Regions from separate parts of the Gossypium hirsutum genome. Here all the other regions are linked to region 1. Evidence: chromatin contacts called from public Hi-C data. All regions are on one chromosome and are shown on one strand. The core of a region is the stretch at or near the end of the contact, and the rest is flanking DNA. Distances in the headings are between cores, read along the strand shown.

What was found. A called contact is a pair of places that touch in the nucleus more often than the background predicts.
Region 2: a Hi-C map of hypocotyl shows a contact between it and region 1, with 6 times the contacts expected there. The contact joins the promoter of LOC107900819 here to the promoter of LOC107900817 in region 1. A contact is called at or near these places in 15 of 34 Hi-C or Micro-C datasets (anther, callus, fibers and 4 more).
Region 3: a contact with region 1 is called in a Hi-C map of hypocotyl, with 2.1 times the contacts expected there. The contact joins the promoter of LOC107899894 here to the promoter of LOC107900817 in region 1. A contact is called at or near these places in 6 of 34 Hi-C or Micro-C datasets (hypocotyl, leaf and petal).

The regions. Positions count from the first base shown.
Region 1 is chrD08:52,407,111-52,411,092 of Gossypium_hirsutum_v2.1, forward strand. LOC107900817 (transcription factor DUO1) reads right to left here and starts at 1,876. Exons shown (of 3, transcript XM_016826532.2): 1 at 1,491-1,876; 2 at 1,108-1,369; 3 at 42-799. The coding sequence starts at 1,687. The coding sequence ends at 290.
Region 2 is chrD08:52,274,196-52,278,204 of Gossypium_hirsutum_v2.1, forward strand. LOC107900819 (autophagy-related protein 3) reads right to left here and starts at 1,508. Exons shown (of 10, transcript XM_016826534.2): 1 at 1,098-1,508; 2 at 824-894; 3 at 620-736; 4 at 374-537; 5 at 1-73. The coding sequence starts at 1,258.
Region 3 is chrD08:52,586,273-52,590,353 of Gossypium_hirsutum_v2.1, forward strand. LOC107899894 (RGG repeats nuclear RNA binding protein A) reads left to right here and starts at 1,403. Exons shown (of 7, transcript XM_041098356.1): 1 at 1,403-2,102; 2 at 3,366-3,663; 3 at 3,770-3,835; 4 at 3,969-4,081. The coding sequence starts at 1,901. LOC107900809 (protein VASCULAR ASSOCIATED DEATH 1, chloroplastic) reads left to right here. Exons shown (of 19, transcript XM_041098355.1): 15 at 24-85; 16 at 174-213; 17 at 330-433; 18 at 538-631; 19 at 800-1,229. The coding sequence ends at 858.

The DNA of each region.
Region 1 (3,982 bases), core at 626-3,125:
CACTTCTTAAGTTCAACACTAAATCTAAAACTTCACTAGGATTGGCAGCAAATTTTGACCTTTAATTTTTGGCACCCAACACTGGATATGCCTTTGACTATATACAGAAGCACACGAATGAGAAATGAAGAACCAGCAGTTTACAGTGACAATATTCATCCTCTTAAGAAAGAAAAAAACAGAAATAGAAAGAAGAAAAAGAAAGCCTCCTACTCATTGAAACAGCAATAATATACAAGAAAAGAGTTTAAAACGTTAAACAAAAGTCAAGTTTCCTTCATCTTTGAATTTAGGTTGATGGATTTGGAAGCGGTTCCATTTGATCAAACATGTCTGCTGGGAAATCATCGAAGAAGGCATCAGGGATCATAGGGTTATCAGCTTCTTCCCTTGCACCGAACCCACCGCTTCTCACCGGTTCAAGAAATGGCTGCTGCTCCACGTTCCCACTGTCAAGTTCATGAACATCCATAGGTGCAAACACTTGTGAAAAGTAAGGATCCTCGAATTTAGCCAACAGGTCTTGGCTTTCCAGTGATAATGTGAGGTATGGTTGGGGGTGTGGAGTCTGAGGGAAGAAAGCTTGCGGTTGGGCCTCAGCAGCAGCATACGGGTTGTTCCCTATCGACATCAGCTCCAGCTGCGCCATGTTCGCATCGGTGTACAACTTGGGATTTACTAGTTTCGGGAATTGCTCCACTTTAATAATAGTCTCGGTGTTATCAAGGTAGGATGATGATGAGCAAGATTGAGCCATGGTGTATGATATTTCCTCCATTGATGAACTCAACTTTGGAGCCTTGAAATTAACCCCCCCCCACCCCCCCCCCAAAAAAAAAAGAAACATAACTACTTATCGCACCATAAGAAAACTATTGAACTCAAACCATCTAAAGACTACTCAAGAATTAATACAATACAAGCAATTAGCAACAGTTTAGCCACTTTTTAAGCGAAGAACAGTGAAGTGAATTCTTTTTGAGTCAATTCATCAAACAAATGCATCCAATGGAATATTTTATTAGTCCCCAAACCACAAAAGTGACTAAAATAATTCCAAAAAAGCACTTGGAAATTCGAAACAACCATCATAAAATTGGGTTTTACCTCAAAAACAGGAACATCGTGAAAGGCAGGGATTTCCCTTTTAAGTTTGAGTGATTTGGAAGAGGAAGAGGAGGAGGAGGAAGAGGGGGCCCCTGAATTCTGCAATATCCTAGCCAGTCTCTTCTGCCTACTGCTCCAAAAATTCTTCACGTCGTTATCGGTCCTTCCAGGCAAATACGTTGCGATTTTAGCCCATTTGTTCCCAAACTGTGCCTGCAATTCTATCACCACCCTCTCTTCCTCTGCCGTAAACTTGCACCCACTTGGAAGATTCAAACAAACAAACAAAAAAGAAATTACTTGTGAATTACAAACAAGTAGTAGAGGAGAGCAGCAGAGATTAATCTATATATATATATATACACATACACACGCATGCTTACTTCTTCAAGTTGGGCCTAAGTTTGTTAACCCAACGAAGACGACAAGATTTGCCAGTTCTTTGCAAAAGGCCTTTGGATCGGATGGAGCTCCATTCTCGAGGGCCATATTTCTTAACATGGTTGATCAGCACTTCATCTTCCTCTGCCTTCCATGGCCCTTTCCGTATCTGACTTATCTCTACTAGCTTTCCTTCCATTTCCCCTAATTTAACCCTACTATCTTATACCAGGGAATGGCTATTCACGGATTCGGATAATAAATTTGGTCTTGTAATTTTCTCTTCTTCTTCTTTTTTTCTGATTAATGTAGTAGTCTTATTATCTTTGTTTTTATGTTTCTTCTTTCGGTAATGACGGTTAAGACGGTTACTGCCACCATCCTCCGCCAATATCCCCACGTTCCCAATTTTTTCCCTCATTCAAAATTTGTAATTTACGTATCTCTCCTTTATTCCTTCTCCTCTCTCTCTCTCTCTCTCTCTTTGATAGTTTTATGAATCACTATTCTTTTTAAGATTATATGTAGAATTACAATTAATAAATATTTGAATGATTGTAATTACAACTAAACATTATCAAGTATTATAAAGTATAACAAATTATTAATAATAAAATTAAAATAACTTTTAAAAGGATTTAAATTAAAAAAAATTGATCCAATGTATACTCACTAAAGATGATATCAGTTTGGTTAAATTTTTTAGTTTTTTTAACTATCCATTAATTCGACTCGGTTCAATTTTCAATTTTTATTTTGATTTTATAAACTTATTTGGATAAAATAAACTGTATTTTATGACTTTTTAAAGTCTTTTAGTAAATATCTCTAAAAAATAATAATTTTTCAAGAACCTTAAAATTATATTTATTATTTTAAATATAAAATATTTATTTTTATATCATAAAAATTAAATCGATTTTTAACTTATATTTTATAAACCGGATTGGTTTAGTTCATACTATTGCGGTGGTCCGCGTGTTCAGCACCCAACCAATCAACGTGCTCCTAACAAGACATCGTTTTGGGCGTATTTATGCAAAATGGGCCTGCCACACCCATTTCCATGCAATCTTTCATTTCAGTCTCATGAGGTTAGTGTTTACCAACACTATCTTTTTACTTATTATTTGTATTTTTGATTTATTCAATTTTACAACAAATACATACATGAATCTATTAAAAATAATGAAATAGAAACAAGAAATTATACCTTGAAATTTAACCTAAAGTTTGGAAGGTGTAATTACGAAATTACAAATTATCGTGTACTCATGTATGGGTCCAACTGCTATATCTAACTATCCAAAAAATCTTATTCAAGCCCTATTCAATCTGCGTTGGAGACAAGCCACCTGGAAATGAACAAAACACATGGTATTCAACAACCTTGCTAACGTACATTTCTTTCCATCTTGCCATTCTTTGAAACCATATTTAACACAAAGAAACGATCTCTAGCATGATAATCTTGTAATACTCTGCTAGGAAATGTGTTCCATTGTCATTCTGAATGATGACCACACCTCCGATGAGGTTGCTCTTTAGGTAGCTACTTATGTGGAGGCATAAAACCCATGGTGAGTCGAAACCTCCTACCTCCAGGGATCTTTGTAGGCGATGACGATTTGAGCTTTTTGGAGGGTTAGCATCAAATGAGAGGTGAAGATCATTCATTTTGTTGATAGCACCTAAAGGGATATTGGATTAACTTTCTTGAAGATAAACTTATTTCTTGACTTCCTAATAATCCATGAAGTACAATTAAAGGTCATTGACCAGAAGCCATTGAAAGATCCAAGAGGAGAGAGTAGTAAGATGGAAAGACTTTATGCGAAAGGAGAGTGGAGATTTAAACCAAACAGCTCTACAAAAATCACAGTGAATGAATAGGTGGTCCAAGGATTTCAAGTAAGTCTGACATAAAGAACAGTAGCTATCCTTTGTAATGTTCCATTGCTGGAGAGTCACCTTGGTCGAAAGGCAATTGTTGCATATATTCCATAAGAAGATTGGTCGAAACCTTTTTTTTTTTGTCCATAAAATAGCTTCATCATATTAGAAAAAAACATGATTTTTTTTTAAAATATAAATTTTTTATTAAAAAAATAAGAGTTGCCATCAATTTATTTTATTAGATATGATCGACTATTTATAAAATCACTTTTTACAAAAATAATTTTAAAATAGTTTTCTTTTTAAATGACATTTTTGTGATCTACATTGAAACTTAGAAAAAAATTGGGTTGAGAAGTCAAGTACATGCAAGAAAGATTATAGCACTCTTATTAAATACGGGTTATAAGTTCTCAAACTCAATATTTAATTATGACTCCTTAAATAAAACTGAGTTGAGTACCTACGATTAGGTTTTCTTTGTTTTCTCTGTCTGTCAAAGTAGCAGTTTTGGAGTCCTTTTCTCTCCGCTTTTACCTTAAATTAAGGTTTCAATAAAAAAATAAAGGATTTAAGGCTATAAAGAATTGAAGCATGG
Region 2 (4,009 bases), core at 258-2,757, 130 kb before region 1:
CATAGGTTCGGGTCCGTAAAATATTGTCATCATCAGGCTCTTGAGCAACAAGATATGTTGGTTGTAAAGTAGCCTGCATTGATCAGAGACATATCAGATAAGTACACAGACATTTGAACCTCTAAAAGGGAAAGAGAAATTAGAATCTATATCCTTGAGGACAGGTTTGCTAAGCATAAACCTATATCCTTGCACCTTATCACAACATAATCCCCCCCCCCTCAAAGGTATTAACCAAGATATGTAATATTAAGATAATATTAGAACTCTGATAAAAGGCTAATCTAAATCAACTAGTTACAAAAAGAAAAAGTTACTCGGCTAGTTTTTGAATCTCAGAAATCATATAAGTTTCTCAGCAGTCAGCACTTACTGCATCAGTCTCAACAAGATTGTCAGCTTCTTCATAATCAGCCATGTCGGGTATATCTTCTTCGTCTTCACCAACCCCAAAATAAGAAGGTATTGATCTTACAGCATTCTGCCTTATTTCTAGAGTCTCCATTGAAGGCAGGTTTTCCTCCACATCACTTTTATCTGTCAGGAAGATTAGCTGTGTGAAGTCCATAATTTCATCCTAGAATCAACACAAGCAGAACCTCAAGGAAGAAGATAATACCTTTGGGTTTACCATGAGTTGCCAACCAACCATCATTGTCTTCATTATCAAGAAGAACCTCTCCTCCTGCAGCTTCATATTCTTCTTCCACTGACGCAGCCCTCCTTAGGCAGGGCACTAACCACAAAATCACCAAATAAAATTACTAGTACTAATCAGATATGCAATTCAAAGGAAAATTAAGTGAGATGGTGGTCAATTTACCATTTCTAGTAATCAAGTATTGCTTTTCGGGCGGTAAATAGGACTTCCTCTTGCTTGGCTCTCCAGATTCCCTAGTATTCATAACAATTCACTGAGTTAAATTGTTATACCATGAATTATGAAGCTATACTACAAATTTTCCCCAAAAATATTAATCCATTAATATCGATGTACAATATGAAAATATAAAAGGATTCATATAATTCCAAAACTACTAAAGCAAGTTACAAACAAAGAAATAAAGATACATATGTTGATAGTATGGTGAAGATACCAAGACCAGGTAGGGCATTTGGATACAAGATTATCACCAGCCAGGATGAACTCGGAGACGCTTAAAACTCCTTTCTCTTTAAAAGCAGAGACTGTTCGAGGCCCTGTTATTCTTTCCACAGTTCCTTTGAATGCCTCATGAATCCTCTGAGAAAGTACCATATTTTTTTCCGAATTTCTTGATTCAATTTAATGTACGATCAAAGGAGAGAGGATATAATCAAAACCCTAGCGATTCAATCGAAGTCGAAGGTTGAAACCCTAGAGATCCCGTACGGACGAGGTAGAGAGAGAAAGGGATCGTCGAATGCGCTTGCGTTGTGGTGTTGTGTTGCGTAGGAAAAAATAATAGCGTGTGGCGTATGAGTTCTACCATCCGTGAGCCCGTTGGACATCGCAAACCCGATGGTCTGGCACGGACGGCTGTGATTGATTAGTCGCATGTGTAGGTTACGCCTCTCAATTAATACTTGGGTAAATTTCGCATTTAATCAGCTAACTTTTGTAAATTTTTATTTGGTCACTGAAAATAAGAAAAATTCAAATCTAGCACTGCCTTAGATGGTTGGTTTTAGCCACTCACCCTTAATTTCGCTAACGGGGGTGTTTCTATACTTTAGTTTCTCAATTTTAATAAATTTTTATTTTAGTCAATAATATTTCAATTTAGAATTAAAATATATCATTTTGGTGAGTAATATTCTTTGCAAAAATCCAAGTTTTCTCTCATAAAAATGAAGGTAATTTCTCGTAAAAATGTAAGTTTTTCTTTTTTTTTACTAGACTAAACTAAACTTAAATTTAAAAATGGAAAAAATAAAAGAAATTAAAATGAAAAAAATTAGTTTTTCCTATAAAACCCTAAACTTTTCTCAATAAAAATCCAAATTTTCTTATTACTACAGAAAAATTAAAATTAATTCAAAAAATAAAAAATAAAAGAAATTAAAAGATAAAATGGTTTTTACCTATAAAAAGTCAATTTTTCTTTTTTTCTTTTTTTTTTGTAAAAATCCAAGTTTTCTCCTATGAAAACTCAATAATTCAAACTCAATAATTCAAGAAATTATTTTATGGATCCTTCCCACCACATTATCCATGGTCCATTTCCAATTATTTAATGACATTTCAACACTTTTTTCATGTCATTAACATATAATTTTGGTAATTTTTTTACCATGAACCTCAAACCCCGAACCTTGAACCTCAAACGCCGGCTTTTTTACCCATATATTATAAAAAAAATAAAAATTTCGAAAATGGTATCCCAAACCCATTAATTACGAGAATGGGTTGTTTTAGGTGGTGGAAGGTGGTACAGAGGAGGCCTTACCCATTTTTTTTGACACGGACGAATTTTTGTTAAAAAATTTCTCTTAAAACAATTTTATATTAGGTGGTACCTTGTTGATTGGCGACACCAAAAAGCATATTTTATACGGGTCATATAGGGTGTCGGTTTGGTGGTGCCATATTGGTAGGCGGCACCAGTGGTGCCCATGTCAAAGGCGGCACCCATTTTGAATTTTGCTAGACATTAGGCAACAAAGAACACATCTCGAGCATTAACAAGAAACTTAATAAAAAAAACCCAAACATTGAACGGATGCACGCACAAGCACACCAAAAAAGAAAACTTGTGTATGGTCTAATATGCATCAAAAGTTTTATGTTTGGTCGGTCTCTGGGATATTGTAAGTTTATTACAGCAAATAGGAAAATCATTAAACTTTAATGGACAAGCAATGTATAGGCACCATTTGGTGCTGCCTCTGACATGGGCACTACTAGTGCCGCCTGTCAATATGACACCACTAAACTAACATCGTATATGATCCGTATAAAACATACTTTTTGGTGCCGCCAATTAACAAGGCAACACCCGATATAAAATTGTGTTTAATTTTTTTATAACAGAAATCTGCCGGAGTCAGAAAAAATGGGTGGTGTACATCTGCACCACCCTCCACCACCTAAAACAACCTATTCACGTATTTAATCGGTTTGGGATACCATTTTCAAAAAAATTATTTTCTTTTATAATATATAGGTAAAAAAGCCTTAAACCCTGAACCTTGAACCCTGAACCCTTTATTAGGACCAGTAAAAGAGATATCAAAATTACATATGGTGAACTAATTAGTTTCACCCAAAAAGAATGATAAAAAATTTGTCAAGATTTAAAATTACAAAAATAACTCAAGAAAGAAAGATATCAATGTAGAAAGGAATTAGGATCATTCTGCCACCAATTTGACATCAGGAATGAACCTTCTTCTTCAAAAACATGTTGCCCTGAAACGCCAAAAAATAGGAAAAAGAATATTTCAGAATATTATAAAAAACCTAAATATAAAAAATACAGAAAAGGAAAGAAACAACAAAAAACAGAAAACAAAATTGATAAAACAATAAAATGTTATAGATGTGGAAAACCATGACATATCTCAAAATATTGTAAAATCAAAAGAAAAATCAATAACTTAAATTTAGAAGAAGAGATAGAACAAAAATTAAATGAAATCCTATTAGAAACAACTTCTTCTGAAAATGATACATCTACTGAAACAAATGAATTAGAAATAGACGAATTACATACAACATCCCAGTCTTCTGGAGATGAAAATGAACCTTCAATTAATATGCTAACTAAAGATCAAGAATTTATGATAGAAGTTATTGATAAAATTCAAGACCTAGAGCTTAAAAGAGAATACCTTTTGAAATTAAAATCCTCATTAAAAGATAAACCAGAAAAAGAAAAAGAAATCATTTCTAGTCAATCACAAATGTATAATATACAAGACATAATATTTAATAAATATGAAAAAATAAAACCAAGACAAATTACAAACTCTGAATTACAGTTGGAAATAAAAACAGATTAAATCAGAACTTTCTCAGCTTAAAATA
Region 3 (4,081 bases), core at 153-2,652, 180 kb after region 1:
CTGATGCCATGCACATGGGACAGGGAAAATAGTGCAGTCTACTCTTGAAGAGTGTCGAGAAGCATATGCAACGTGGATAGACAGGGTATTATATTTCTCTTGTAATTTTATGTTTTATTTTGTAAATTTTGTTTGAACATTGATCAAAATGATTTTTATCATTAATGTTTCAGGCACATGAATTGTTGAAGCAGAACATTGATAAACAAGGAGGTTCATAATTCGACCATCAGATTTTTTTTTGAATAATTTCATCTTAATGATATTTATGATCTGAGCAGTTATGCACATGTTGGAGTTACTGACATAAGCTCCTTTGTTTGAATCAGGGGTAAAGCCTTCTGAAAGCTCAACTGGAAATGGTGAACTCCAAGTCGAAAGGGAAGTGGCTACCACGGAACCTTCAGAAAGATCTCATACCTTAAGTGATCCAGTAAGGACATTGCAGATGTCTGATTCTCTGGATGTTAACCAGCGAATTGGGAATCTTTTGCAAGAAAGTTTGACTAGTGCTTTATCCATTGCATCTTTGTTAAGCGAGTTTGCGAGGAAATCCTTCTCATACTTGAAAAGCCAAGGCCACATTTCACTAGTCTTAGCTGTTGCCTTCACTGTGATTCTCCTGATGCAGGTCTATAGTTCCCAGTTAACTTATTACCTCTAATTCATTGGTTAAGTGATTTTGATAATCGTACCCATAGCTAGTCCCTAATAACTAGTCATTCTGGATTTTATCATTCTCATATAGTATTGTTGGATCCTCACGACTCTCATTCCTCCTTTTGGTTTCTAACTGCAGGTAAGCATTGTTGTGCTATTAAACAGGCCACAACAAGTGCATGTGAATTACCCAGTTGAGTACATGGGTAGCATGATGAGAGGTGGTGGAGGCGGAGGTGGAGAAAGCAGAGCTGAAGCAGTGGCTTGGTTGGAGAAGCGGATGCATCACCTTAAAGAAGAGACGACAATGGTTGAAGCTCGGCTAGAGAGGATGTGGCATGAGCATGCTGCTTTAAAAGCAGAGTTAAAAGAATTAGGGTATCCGAAGAAGCATAATAGATAAAATCTAACATGTATAGTTTTTTTACAAATGAGTATTTTTCATAGTAAATCATGAAAAATCAATACGTGCTTTTCATATAATTAGTATATGTATGTAGAAGTCTGAAATTGAAATCATATAAACTGTTTGGTTGATAATGAATGAATGAAATAGGGGTTGGAATTTATTTGTGATTGTAATTTTTCTTTTGTCAAACTTAGGGTCGTACTTTTGTTTTTAATATTTATGGAAAAGCCTTTAATTGATCATTATTCATATTTTTTGAAATTATAATAAATAAATTAGGGTACTTAGTTAACAAATTTGTGCTTTTATATATATTTCTGATTAGAAACAAATATTTTAAAAGAAGTATGATCAAATAAGATTACAGTTTTTAAAACAATGTTTTTTTAATGCAAATTTAGATTTTAAATTTTTTATTTTGAAATCAAGTCGTATTGAATTTTCAAATGAAAGATATAAAAGATTTTGTTCACAAAATTTAAATCTGAGATATTAATCAACTCTACCTAATTTTGGTATTTTCTATGTGTTTTTATGCACTCTCTACAGTGAGCCAAAATAAATAAATAAACATCGTAGTGCAGAAAAAGAGTCAGATTAGGTTTCTCTCTCTCTTACGCTTCTATACTCTTATCTCTTTTGCGGCTAGGGTTTTTCTTTCTACTGCACCTCTCCTAACTTTTTTTTTTTAATTATTAAAAGATTGGTTTGGTTTCATAATATAAAAATCTAATGGAAGTTTTGTTAGAGTAAGGGATTTCGTGGTTATTATAAACGAAAGATTCTAAGGGTTTGGAAGTGGTTAGTGTGGATTTTTCATTCAAGAAAGAAATGGCTGGCTTGAACCCTTTTGATTTGTTGGGGGATGACGACACTGGGGAACTATCATTGCTGATCGCTGCTCAGCAAAAGGCTGTCGCAGCCACTGCTACTGCTGCTGCCCCAAAGAAGGGCCCAGCAAAGTCTCAAGCTAAGACGCAACCTGCAACTCAGGCTAAGCTTCCCTCCAAGCCTCTCCCTCCTGCTCAGGCTGGTGAGCTTTCTCTATTGAAGTTACTCATTATTTTCAGCTGTCTGTGTCGGGTATTGAGTTTAACCGATTGTCTTAAGCTGAAGTCTTCTTTTCTTAATGATCGAGTTCTTTTCTTTTCTTTTTTGTTTTTTTTTTGGGGGGGGGCGGGTGAGAGGGTTGAGTGGGTTTAAGTTCATTATACTTCCGTTTCATTTCTTGTAAAGGGAAGTTGGGCTCTGATTGTTAAAGAGTATTTGTTATCCGTTATTTACTTGGAATATAATCATTGCGAGTTTCTTATTTGTATAGACTTATTTCTTATAGTGAACAGAGCAAAAGATTCCGAAAAGCATATTGGTTTTCTTGTTGTTCTTTCTTTTCTAAAATGAAATCCAATGTTGTCAAGTTGCACTCAAGCTGCTAGAATCCTTCTATTACCTTAGCCGCCTAAAAGTACTTGCTTGAGTGATATAAGGCGCAATATGTACAAGTGTATGTGCTTGTTTGTTTTATATATATGCATGTGTATATATGTGTATATGTAGGTGTGTGTAGAAGCTTAAGATATATGGTCATGATAATAAACTCTTAAGATTGATCAACTTTATTCTCCTACAAAACATGAAATTATAATTTTTTGTTGGCCAATATGATTGGTTTTCTTATGATCTCATGTCTGTGTTGGATAGTTGAGCATTGAGAAGTGGAGTGGGAGCTAGCATCTTAATCTTCTTAGTAAATGTACAATTAATGAAAAATAAGTAAAAATGAATGAAACTAGTGCGAACTTCAATCAAGCCAATTGCTTTAGTGCCTATCATCTTATGAAAAAATGCTAGTAGGCACATGTATGCGCTCCTAACCGAATGCATCTTGCCCAAAGAGGTTTCGTGGCGCTTTTGTTGTTTGATGCTAAGGTGCATGCCTTAACTATAGAAATTTAATCAGAATGCAGCGGGGAACCTTGTCTTTTCTGTTTACTCTCTGAAAGTGTCAGTTGGTATTCCATCGAAACTGAGATTTTTTTCCCGAAGTGTTTACGCATTGGTATGAATTTTTGTTTTTAGGGAAGTTTGATAGTTGTATAACTGATCTCATCTTGATAGTTATGACAGTTAACATTGTTTTATATCTAATTGTCAGTTATGGTTTCTTCCTTTATAGCATAAATCATATAAACCTGAAATTTCTGTATTTGAAGATTTTGTTTCTTGAGCTGCCTTCAAGATGAAGCTCTTAGCTCTCTTGGGCTTATCACTGATGTCAGTGTTTTTAATTCCTAAGTGAGGGAGGCAAAGAGTGAAGGTGCTCGTGGCGGAGGTCGTGGTGGGCGAGGATATGGACGTGGACGTGGTGGTAGTGGTAGTGGTGGATACAGACGTGATTTTGCAAATGACGAGAACTTATTCAGCAATAATGCTGTACCTGAAGATGGAGAGAGTGGAAAACCCTCTGAAAGGTGTGGTTATGGTGGTCCTCGACCTTACCGTGGTGGTCGCCGTGGTGGTTTCAGTAATGGGGAAGATGCAGATGGGGAGCGACCTCGCAGGTTGTATGAACGCCGTAGTGGGACAGGGCGCGGGTAAAAAAGGAAGCTTTTGTTTAACATTAGCTTTGATATATTCTGCATATCGGTATTTTAGCCAAGTCTCAAAGCTGATGTTTCTGTGTTCTGTTCATGTCTGCAGAAATGAGCTCAAACGTGAAGGCTCTGGTCGTGGTAATTGGGGAACTCAAACTGATGAACTTGCTCAGTGAGTTATCTCTAGTAGTTACAATCACAACCTTCAATTTTATTGTAAATCAATAAAATATCACTTTGTTTCACTCTTCTTCCCTTATTATAATCATAAAATGAAAATGAAATAATGTATTTTTATTGTTAAGGGTGACTGAAGAAGTTGCCAATGAAGGTGAGGGGAATTTAGGTGATGAAAAGCCAGCAGGAGAAGATGATGCTAGAGATGCTAACAAGGAGAGTGCTTCAAACGAGCCTGAAG